Linked DNA regions of Hordeum vulgare: region 1 is linked to region 2. The links are chromatin contacts, called in public Hi-C maps. All regions are on one chromosome and are shown on one strand. The core of a region is the stretch at or near the end of the contact, and the rest is flanking DNA. Distances in the headings are between cores, read along the strand shown.

Region 1 (6,057 bases), core at 595-3,094, 410 kb before region 2:
TGTAGCAGTTTTTTTTTCAAACAAAGATGTCGATGGATGAAAGTTTTGCAACATTAGTAATGTTGCAGAATCTTTTTTTGCAACAAAGAGGATGTTACAGGAAAAAAATCACACCGATGAGGGAGTAGCAGCGTCGCGCCGCCGACGAGCACCGACACTGTAAAGCTCCCCGTCAACCCTGCTGGACCTTACCCAGACGAGCCCCTGTTGCAAAAGGAGAACGGACTAATCCATGGAGAGTCGCAGCTGAGACCCCTCCTCTCTCAAAGCCGACGCACAAGGGATAGCCGATAGGATGGAAGGACGGCCGATGTGTGGATGCTTGGGAGAGAGTGACGAGATTAATCCATGAAGAAAACGAGTAGTGAGCGATGACTTTTGTGAGGATAAAAATAAGGACATGAAGATTAGATATTTCTAGTCACCGATGGGCTCCTACAGCCACGTGAGGTCATCAAATCCAATCCAACGGCCACAAGCCTGATGGATGCATTGTTGTAATCCGTCGGTTGAGAAGAATCTTTTTCCCTAATAAAATCTTTAAAAAACTTATATTTAAAGTAACCTAACATGGATTGGATCATATCCGATGAAAAGCAGAGGTCGGCGTGACGGCGTCAGCCTCTCCGCGATGAGCCGGCCAATGGCGGCTCGGCAGCGTACGACACAGAGTTGAATCAAATGGCGATGACGTGCGCTGTGTTAATCCTCTTTATAATAACCCACGGCCAACAGCCAAAACCAACGGCCGGTCGACAGGGACGCAAAGTCCCATGGGTTAATTATTGCTGAAGACGACGTGCAATTGCGCCTTTGTGAGCCATCAGCCTTCATGCTGCAGTGACTAGAGATACATGAATCAACGACTATTTTTGCAACTCGCAAGCATCTGAATCTGATAACTGACCGTGATTCCACCACAAAGTTGGAACCCCTTGCAGTAAAACACTGAGCAAACCGAAACGTAAACATCATTACAACCAAATTACTTCTGTACATTCAGGTTCTACTCCTACCTAGTTTTGCTTCAGAACTAAGATAAGATTAGTTAACCAGCCCCCGTCTCCATGGAATAATCAGGTTGAGGAGAGCCTGAAGGGGCCCTGTCCTAAATACCACTGGCCCCTTCTTCGGGTTCGAGTACAGTAACGATCAACAGGACAAACAGAACAACCAAAAGTGTATGTACACAGACTGACAGCGCGTCCATGGCTCGGCCGGCGGTCGCGGCGGCCGGTGAGCTGTTCCTAACATCCTATGGCTTGGCGTCGCCGTCGGGCGCGGCGGAGGCGAGGCGGGAGGCGATGGCGGAGTGGTACATGGCGTCGTGGAAGCTCTCCGTCTCCATCATCCGCATGCGCAGCTGCCGCGCCTTCTCCTCCGTCAGCACCCCGAACCGCCTCGCCCCCGCTCCACATCCAGCAGCCCGCTCCTCCTCCGTCGCCGGTGCGGGCGCCGGCTGGGCGTCGATGTAGTCGGGCTGGCCCGACCACCCGAGGAGCGGCGCCCACCACTTCCCGTCGGCGCCGCGGAACCTCGCCCCGCCGGTGGCCGCGGCGGCGCACGAGCAGGGCCGGCCGGCGCCCGGCGCCGCGGGGAGGCCCCTGGCAGAGAACGTGGCCGCGGGTCCCGACGCCACCGCCATTGATTGGTTGCTTCGCGCCGCGCTGCGAGAGAGGAAGAGGAACCGGAATCGAAGGATTCGCGGGGTGGGTTTAATTCGCAGCCGAGAGTAGAGGAGAGGGAGAGGCGACGGGTTGGATTGGCCTGGTTCGGTTCGGTTCGGTTCGTTTCGTTGCGTTGCCGTTGCTGGGAAAAGGTGGTGGGATGGGAGCGAGAATGGTGGTGGGGTTATTATAAAGCGGGAGGAGGCCAGGGGAACGGGTGGATAAGGTTCGCGCCGCGGGCTGGGCGAGGGGACGGGACGGGATGGGGCACGCGGCACGCATCGCGCGGGGCGCTCTCTCGCTCTCCGCCGTCGCTTTCGCGGTGGGAGTGTGTGCGCCCGTGACCGCGGGCGCGTGCGCTTTTTTGGTAGAGAAAGAGGGGACGCGCCGGGGTTCGGCTCCTCGGGTCGGATGGCACGCACGGTAGCCTCGTGGCCCGTGGGCGGGGGTGTGGTGCTTGGGGCACCGGCACGTCCGGGGTTTTGCCTTTCTCTTCGTCCAACGAAATATCTTGCGAACGTTCAGCCTCGCTCTAGAAGAAAACGAAGAAGCGCTGGCAAAACCGCAGTTTCGGGGCACTCGGTTGGTTTGCAAAAAGAAAAATGAATGAGACCAACCCAGGCTAATCTAGCCTGTTGGCATTTTTTTATACAAGAAAACTCCGTGAGCACCAGTGTTAGAGCCGAGGCTCGAACCCTGGCTGGCTGGCTGCAAACTCCAGCGCCAAGCCAACTGTGCTATGCTCGGTTCTCCACTCGGTTGGTTACTACTGTAGAAATACCCCGTTTGGATTTCATTAAGTATATATCAGTCCGGTACATTTGGGTGGACGGACGAACCGGTCTATCATTTTGATGGTTAGTGGGACAATAGTATTTTTAATTCATCGGGTTCAAGTTCTAATGCTCGTATTAATTTTGCATTTATTTTAGAATTTTCGACGATGCACATTCAATGAGAGGAGACATTTTCATCGATAACGAGGTGTCTACGGTGACTTCATAAATCTCAAGGTGATATGACAATTCAGAGGGTGCTTGGATTAAAGGGACTTATTTTGATCTGATTAAAAATAGTCTCTTTAAGAGGCTAAAGTTTCAAGCACCCCTGATTAAAAAGGGGTTAAAACTAGTTTTGAGACTAAAAAATTTAATCAGGGATACCCCTACTAAAATATGAATTAGTCCTCTCTCTCCTCATTTAATTCCTCTCCTTTAACACAGGCGAATTCTGAATTGGATGGTTTGAAGGATAATAAATGTTCATTAGCTTGATTTTAGTCTCTTTAGTATTTGGATCCAAGTATGGGTGAGGCTAGCAAGTTTTAGTCCCACTACTTTTAGTCATGGGACTAAAACGTATCCAAACACCCTCTCAATCTCTTAAAATGGTTTATATGGATAGAATGTGTGTTCATAGAAATAAGTGTTTGCACGTGTATATGAATATTTGTATTGTATTTAAAATTAATCTGATAAAGGGCCTTGGAGTGAACCCACATTTGTTTTTCGTCGTTTTAGCACACATTTTAAATCTTTAGTTTCATTGTATTTAAGGGAGGTGAAGTTAGTAAAGTCAAGCTCATTTGTGCTTGAGGAAACAGCAAAATCCAAAAAAAATGAATAAAGATTCTAGAATTTATCTCAGGCAAGCATTGAAAAATGTATTCAACGCTCACAAGATTCATCAAACATTGAAAATTATCTGAGGCAAACATTGAAAAAAGATGCTTCAAAAGTGTTATTTTCAAAAGCATTTTGTGCTGATTGTTTTCCATGACTTTCACAAATGTTATTTATGATAAAGTTCTGTAAGCACTTAAAACATTTTTCAAATTTTGTTAGGAAAATCATTTTTTTTTCAATATTTTGTGGCCTTACTGTTCATCGCGAGCTTCATATGAGCTCTTAAGTCTTAAGCAGAAGATGACTTTCGGTATTTAAGGTCTTCTGTTTTTAAGTAATCTGCATTTGTACTTCTTTTTGCAGGGATCTGCATTCGTGCTTGGGATAGTAAGATATATATTTGCTTCCTTTTACCATTAATAAATGACCACGCCTGTCTACTTAGGATGCGATGCAAATTTGGAATATATCTTTTAACCATTTTCCTTTTAATAGTTTTTTTTATCAATTTCCTTGATAGCTTTTGGAGTGAACGAACGTAACGCATCTTTTTTCCTTTGTGCGAGAGAACGTGGCGCATCTGAAACACATAATGCATGCAATTTTTTAACTGAGTAAAATCAAAATCGCTTACATACACGAGCATACATTCATCTCTATAAACGCACTCACGTATATCTTATTTCTATGAACATCTTTAAAAAACTGAGACGGCACATTATCTTGAAATTAACGAAATCATCAAAGACGTCTTCGTAGTCGATATGAACATGCATTCCCATTGAATGCACATCACCGAAAGGCATGCAACAAAATTAGGAAAATGCAAACACTTCCTCTCCATCCCCTTGCCCGTCTCCTCCGAAGCCGATCTCGGCAAGCACGCCGCCGACATCGTTCATCTACCAATGCCTCTCTTGCCTCCTCCTGTGACGCCGGAGTTCCAGCGCCCCATCACCGCCACCTCCCCGTCCTCGTGGTCATCCCCTTCACTCCTCCCCCATCTCCCGTGTTACCAGCCGCCATAAGTACGCCGACAGCGCCGTTCATGCACCAACACCTCTCCTACCCCTACCTTTCTTGCTGCAGCAGCCGTGCTTCTCATTGCCACCACCTCCACCTCCTAATCGCCGTCTCCTTCGGCTCCTCTGACACTTGCCTCCACAAGTATGCCGTCGGTTGCGCACTGCTCTCGGTGTCAGCGGCACCAAGTGCTGCATAAGAGCAACATGCTTCATACTTCAGAGTTTTGGACATGATGTCATTGTATTTTCTTTTCCCGCTGAACTTTATTATTAGGCCTGATTGTTGTTACAGGTTGTTGTGAAATGCTTTTGTATTTTAAGATTTCATTCTCTCTTTTTTGCTAACCTTCCCTTTTGTTTTTGGGGAAAAAGCATGCAAGTCGGAGACTCGCGGCCTGCTCCCCTTCCCTCCCCTCCACGACCCGTGCCGCCCCCGCGGTGGCCGGGCCGCGCCGCGCCGCCTCCCGCCCACTCTCCCCCCTTCCCTTCTTCCTTCCGCCGTCGCCGGTGCGCCACGCCGGCCCTTGGTCGGGCGGCCCCGGTGGCGGCGAGACTCCGGCCTTTACCCTCCTGGCTCGGGTGGCGCGGGGCAGCCCGGGGCCTGGTGGTGCGTCTCGGCAGCAGCGACCCGGCGCGGCGGTGAGGCTCCCCTGGTGCGGCGTGGATGGTCTCGGTGGCGGTGGTGCTGCCGTTGGTGGCTGGGTAGCGGTGGCAGTGATCCGGCCCTGCAGGCCCAGATCTAGACCCCCCGGGTCCGATCTGGGTCAGGTCGGGCCTGCCCCATCGCCTCTGGTTGGTTTGCGGCGCGGCTCACGGCGGGAATGACAACGTTGACATCGCACCGCAGCGTGCGTGACGATGGGAGCTTCACGAGCTTGTCCATGCCTGGCTGAGCTTTTGGGCTACATGAGGGTAGCGGTGGTGGCGGCCTACGTGCAGCACCACGGCGGCATGGACTTTACGAGCCTCGGGACTTGTCCGGCGCTCGGTCGGGCCTTCTTGGCCTGATGTGTCCTAGCTGCTGTGTCCGGTCGGCACCCGCCGATGGTGGTGGAGGACGTCCTTCGGGTGGCTGCGCTGTTGCTGCCCTCCGGGTCCAATGGTTCGGTGTGCTCTCGGCATCGTGTCCGGACGGCGACCGTCTTGGACGGTGGAGGTGGTCCCCTCTTGTGTGGTTGTCCTCCTGTCAGATCTTGTCTTCGGGTGGTTCGCCTCAGACTGACCGGCCTTGCTACGTTGACCATGGTGAGACGACGATGATGATTGCAAGACCGAGGTGGCGTTTGTTTGTGGATGGCATGCTTCGTGGTGCGTCTCTGATTGTCCGGGGGTGGTGGTTTGGGGGTCGGGAGAAATCCTTGTCTTTTGACACCGACATGGTGACGCTTGAGAGTGTCACCCTCCCTTTCTGAAGGGTGTCGGGTGTTCCTCCTCCCCACGCCTCGGAGCGTACCGAGGGAAACCCTAGGACCTGTCCGGGTAGCAGTGTCGTCGTCGTCATTAACCTTCGTGAAGGTGTTGCTTGGTACGCGATGGATCAAGGTGCTTGGATCGTGGTGGGAATATTCCGGAGGAGACGCGGCGTTTGCGGGTCATTATTGTTTTCGTTAAGCCGTCGGTGTTGGCATTGTTTTCTTTTTCTTTTCTTTTGGGTGTGGATGTGATGTTTGCCCCAGCAGTGGTCTCATGTTGTATCATGTGGTTGCTATATATATATATATAGCGGGGCGAAAGCCTATT
Region 2 (5,896 bases), core at 172-2,671:
ATATCCATATAGCGGGACGAAAGCCTATTTCGAGGCAGTAGCAGCACGAGCACAACAGCGTGAGGCATCTGACCCGACCGACGCCGGGGAGGTGTTGCGTCGGGGAGTCGTCATGGAGTAGTTCGGAGCTCAAGCGTGAGTGCACATGAGGCGTTCATTGAAAAGCCTAAGAGAAAAAAGGACAAGGAAGAAGAAGGTCGCTGCTCACACACGGGCCTCACATATATGAGTGATCAATTTAACGGTTCAAATAAACAAGTTGACTTTGCGTCATGTCAGTACTGACAGGTGGGCCTCCCATATCAGAAACGTGTTTAAATCATCTAAACTACCTATTTTTTCAATAATGATGGTTTTTAGTCACAAAATAAAAAAATAGTATAGTTTCCAGCCATTTAAAAAAAAGTGATAGTTCTATGGCCCCTTACCTTTAAAGTGGTAGTTTTGTCAAATACTCAATAACATCTCCCAAGAGTTTTCTATATGGTACCATACTATATGTGCGTTTAGGAGCTCCCTCAATATTTTTATGGCTTTTGTAAGCGTGCACTTGTGGCAGTTTTTCAGTACAACTTCATCTATACCTGCCTGGAATTTATGCACCTCCACCCGTCAGTGACTACTCTCTCTCTCTCTCCCCCCTCCCTCCCTCCGTCCCTTCCCCCCTCTCTCTCTCTCCTAGAAGACACGCCAACGGAGCCCTGATGACCAACATCAAAGTGGTACACGAAACAAGAGTGACAACTGCCTACGACCCAGTGGTGTGTTGCGGTGGCCGATACCATGATGGTGCAGGGAGGCGGTAGTGGTGCCGACAGTGTGGTCTCGATGGAGGTGCGACAATCGCCAACGACCAGCTAGGGAAGGGGAAGCGATGACGCCTGAGGAAAGGGGAGGCGACATGGCCGCCGATGATGCAACTGTGCGGTTGCAGCTGGCCACCGACGGGGTGGAAGGACGGGAATCGCCGACGGGAAGGGGGACTTTGGCCGGTCGTGGCAGTGGCGTGCCGGGCCGTGAAATCCGGGCGGTTAGCTTCCGCCGCGGTGGATTGGATTACTGAGAGATTTGCATCTCTCTCTCTATATGATATATGAAAGAGAGATGGGGTGTATTTTTGGAGACATCCTAATAAGAAATTAGGTTAAAGGAAAATGTTGGAACAGTTTTTTTTGCAGCTCTCTATATGCGTGCATCGAGCAATTTGCACCAGCTGGACTCGTGAACTGAGACCTGAGAGAACATGCGAGCACATGCCGCGCTTCAGTGACAGTAACCATAAATAGAGAAAGGCAAAACATTTTACCTCTTTGGTGTTTGTTTGTAACAGGCCACTGTGTTATGATTGCATGCCTGTTGAACACAGCTGTCCTTTTCTCCTGGCATCAGCGAGCTCCTCTCTCTTCCGCGCACCTCACTTTAAACCCTTTCTTCCCCGAGAAACATAGAACAGCTCTCCAATGGTGGGCGTCGGGCTCCTCCGGCCCTGTTTTGCAGCAGCAGTGCTGCTCGGTGCGGTGGCGTTGCTTGCTGCCGGAGCCTCTCCTCAGCCCGTCGTTCTGAGACTGGAGCGACGGCTAGCATCCTCCACGGAGATGATCAACATCGACAAACTCCGACTGACCATGCGTGGTCTGATGCGTGAAGGTGTTGCTGATCTCCCCGTGGTCGGCACAGGGAACAGTTATTTGGCCGGCGGGTACGTTTTTGCAGCATCGATCTTTAGTTTAGCAGTAGTTACAGCGACATGTCTGGTCGTCTATTATCATTTCCTGACGATCGAGGTGCCGGTAGTACTCCCTCCCGTCCTTTTTACTCGCATATTAAATTTTGGTCAAGTCAAACTTCATAAAGTTTGACCAAATTTATATTAAAAAATATCAATATCTACAATACCAAATATATACATTATGAAACTACATTTCGTAAAGAATTTAGCAATATTGATTTGGTATGGTGAATGTTCATAATTTTTTGTATAAGTTTTGTCAAATTAGAGATACTTTGACTTCGGACAAAACTTATATGCAGACTAAAAAAGACCGGAGGGAGTATATTGAGTCCTGCTGGAGGTGCTCACCAGGGCCAGTAGAACGACGCGGACGGCCTCGATCTCGTCCATGTGAGTCGTTCCGCTGGTCATGGTTGTACCGGGCCGCCCGTCCACTCCCCCGGCTCTGCTCGGCGACGTTGCTTTGCTGCTTGCGAGTGCCGGCAGGCCGCTAGCTACTTTGAAGGTGATTGAGGGGGGTGAGGGAGGGGGCTTCTTCTCGCGGGCATCATTAGGGAAGGTAACCTCAAATTATGGTTCACAGCGCATGCTGCCGACGACTCCGCGACCGCGTCGGCCGCGACGGAGGTGCCGTTTGGCGGATCTCCATCAAGCTCGTCGGCATGGTCGCATGGACGACATCGGCACCCATGACGAAGTTGAGGAGGAGGATCACTGACAATGGCGTAAATCCAGAGGGACATGTGGCCGCGCGCGTCAGTAGAGCGCTAGATGTCATTGGGAGAGGCCGGCGGTGGGTGCTCGACGTGAGGGTGACGTTGTACTATGAGAAGAAGGAAGAGGAAGAACGTGCGCCATTTGTGGTAGTTATGCTCGGCCACATCAAGTTAACTTTGTGTAATTTGTGATGTGGTTGTCAACAAGATTGCCGAAGGGGCAGGAAGGGGGCCGACGACGGTGGCCGGTGGGGTGACCGAGCCACCGAGGAGTGAAGCGGTGCGGAGAGGCGAGAGCGTGCAGAGAGGGCAGGCAAGGTGACCGACGACACGGCCGCAGAGGTGAGGGGTGCAGCAGCGGGCCGGGGAAGGTGGACGAGCGGTGTTCAAATAAAAAAAATAAGTAATGTTCTCTCTGTGTTCTTGGCAAACCTCGGCCCACGCAGAGGTGAGGGATGCAGCAGCGGGCCGGGGAAGGTGAACCACGACCCGCTTCCAAAAGATCACTCGGGCCCAACCCATCAGCTGATAGCACAGTTGCCTCGTCGAGTCCGTCCCAAATCTAGCCAAACGTGCCGTGTCTGACGGGCCGGCACGGCTGCCCGCAGGCCAGGCATGAGACAGGCCCGGTCCGGCACAGGCTAATCGTGTCCGGGCCAAGCACGAGCACATCCTGGGCCGTGCTTAGGCCTCCACCCCGGCAGGGCGCAAATCGCGCCGTCACGCGACGCGGCCAGCTGGCATGGGCGGGACCGCATGAAGAAGGAGGAGCGCGGGAGAGGGGTGGGTTTAGGCGGGAGAGGGGTGGGTTTAGGCGGGAGAGGGGCGGGGCCAGTGTTTTTTTTTTTGTTTTTTTTTTTAAATCAAACCGGTCAGCATGCCACAGGCCGGCACGTTTATGCCGCATATCGTGTTTAGGCCTGGACCCCGGGCACATGGGCCGGCACGGCACAGCCCGTTTAATAAACGTGCCCTGACGGGCCGTGCCGTGCCAGGCACGAATATAGCGGGCCGCGCCGGCCCGGCCCGTTTGGCCAGGTACGGTCCGTCCGCCTCCAGCCTCCTCCCCCGAGACCTCAATCCCCTTCTCCACTCTCGGCTGGCCGTTGGTGTGGAGTGGATGCACGCGGCACGCCCAGGGCTGACCTCCGGCTTCTCCGAGCTTGGATCCGCGCTGCCCGCACGCGGCTCGCCCATGCCGGAAGTGCACGCCGCGCGGCGCCCATGCCGGCAGTGCACGCCGCGCGGCGCCCGACGTCGTCGTCCACTCGCCGGCCTGGACCCTTGGTTTTCTTTTCATTAGGATGTTCAGTCCACTATGTCCTAGTAGTAGTTTTCCGATTAGTGCAAGCGGCCTAGTTGACTGACTGAAATTTTGATGTACACCCCCAGTAATGTCCTGTCCACCCCATCGATTCATTGATTCGTGTTTTGATGCCTTCTGAATTTTGTATTTGCCATCCTAGAGAAAAGAATTTTGTATTCACCTAACAATGGGGAAACAGCATGTAGTCGATTTTAGAGAGAACAGGGGATGAGTATCCTGATGATATAGCAAAATTTACTTGCCCACAATGCCGAGGTTCTTCTGAACATGTCATATCTGTTTTATTTGTGCCATTGTGTGAATAAGATAGGTGTGGTCTTTTCTGTGGGAGCACAAAATTTTACTTGCCGACAATGCCCAGGTATTGTCTGAACACTTCATATCTGTTTGTTTTGTCCCATTGTGTGAATAAGATATATTGTGTGTTCTAACATAGTGATACGGTCAGTTGTGTGAACTGATGACATGATCACTTGCTCATCTAATATCTAATTATCCCTTTCTATTCTATGACTTAGTGCCTTTTTTACTGCATATTGTGTGTTCTGATATGCAGTGGCCACCCCTCTTGTTTTGGCCACTCTCCGTCACTGTAACGGAGAGATCCTAGAGAATAAGGAGATGTGGTTAGTGCGTGCACGATCAGACTATACACACAAAATTTTCCTAACATTAGGAACACTAGCCCGCTGTTGTTATCAACTTCCCGAAAAGAATTGTTTGATTCAATGTACCACAATGAGCTTACCTTCTCTTTTTCTGGATCCAAAATCATCATGTGGGTCTCCGTGATGCATGTGCCCTGCGTGGCCGTGGACTGCCCCGATGGTGGCGCTGCCTCTCGCCACACTGCTTGCTAGGTGTTGGGTCCAATGCCAATGAGGCAGAGGAGGGTGCACGAGAGAGGAGGGAATATAGATGCTGACGGTTGGGCCCTATGTGAATCGAATGGTCCAGTCTAACGGCATGAGTTTCTGTTGCCACATCATTGCTTTCAGTGGGACCTACCAGTCAGCTTCTGCGCCAAACGTTGTTTATTGTGCGATCAGTGCTTTTTGCAAAAAGGTTACTGAGCGCTGTTTGTTTCTTCGCAAGAAAAAAATGTGTTTCTTTTCTAATAACGAGGCCGCAGTTATGGTGATTGTTTTGCAATTAACTCGCGGCTGAGGCTGTGAGGCACACACTCGCTGCTTTTCTTTTTCTTCTTTCTACATGTGTGGCAAGCCTCCAAGGCCTTAGATTAGAGGCGGAAAATGTAACACCGGATGCTCTTACACGTATATCTGATTTGTGAACCTTGAATACCCTATCAATTTATTAGTTCGGATCAAACAGTTCGAGTCTTTAGCTCGTGATGTTGATGCCGTTTCATTTGTACAGCGTGAATATATCAAATTGTAAACTATGTTGTTCAGATTCTGCAACAATTTTTTTCTCACATTTGAATCTACACTTTTGCAGGCCATATCTGACACGTATTCAACTGGGTAACCCGTCAAAGAATTTCAGCATGCTAATTGATACCGGGAGTTTCATATCATGGGTTTCTTGCCAGACACCAGGTGGATCTAGTGTTAGTGTGAGTCACTTTTATCTCCTATCTATATTTACTATTAGAACAAAATGCTCTGTTTGGCAATACAAATAATTTCTGCTGTTTTGTGCTCAGTCCCTACCAGGACTATTTGACCCTAGATCATCATCTACATCATCTCTGATGGCATGTTCAAACAAGACATGTCAAGCCATGATCCCTGAGTTTGCAGCGTGCAGCAAATGGAGTGATTCCTGCGAGTTGCATGCAGGCTATGGTCCTGGAGCTACTGCGTATTCTAACACAACGGGATACTATATATCTGACATGGTGCATTTAGAGATTCTCAATGCAGTTGGACACACATCTTCTGCTCCAGCCACTATTATTTTTGGGTTAGTTTTACTGTTCCCTATTTCATATAGACCATTAATTTCCTTAAAGATAATTGAAGTGCATGTCAGTTGGATAGGTTCAACAGCTCTTGACTCTCAATATTTGTTGTAACAGATGTAGCACTTTACTGTCAGGTGAACTGGTAGAGGCAAAATTTAATGGCATTTTAACCTTTGCGCCGCATCAAATGT

Evidence for each region. Hi-C and Micro-C count contacts between places; a contact is called where the count stands out from the background.
Region 1: a Hi-C map of seedling shows a contact between it and region 2, with 5 times the contacts expected there. The contact joins the promoter of LOC123439557 here to the promoter of LOC123443025 in region 2. A contact is called at or near these places in 2 of 6 Hi-C or Micro-C datasets (leaf and seedling).

The regions. Positions count from the first base shown.
Region 1 is chr3H:74,779,887-74,785,943 of MorexV3_pseudomolecules_assembly, reverse strand. It overlaps LOC123439557, which reads right to left and starts at 1,844. Exons shown (of 1, transcript XM_045116254.1): 1 at 955-1,844. The coding sequence starts at 1,645. The coding sequence ends at 1,256.
Region 2 is chr3H:74,371,444-74,377,339 of MorexV3_pseudomolecules_assembly, reverse strand. It overlaps LOC123443025 (aspartic proteinase 36-like), which reads left to right and starts at 1,421. Exons shown (of 11, transcript XM_045119245.1): 1 at 1,421-1,699; 2 at 5,237-5,354; 3 at 5,445-5,704; 4 at 5,820-5,896. The coding sequence starts at 1,461.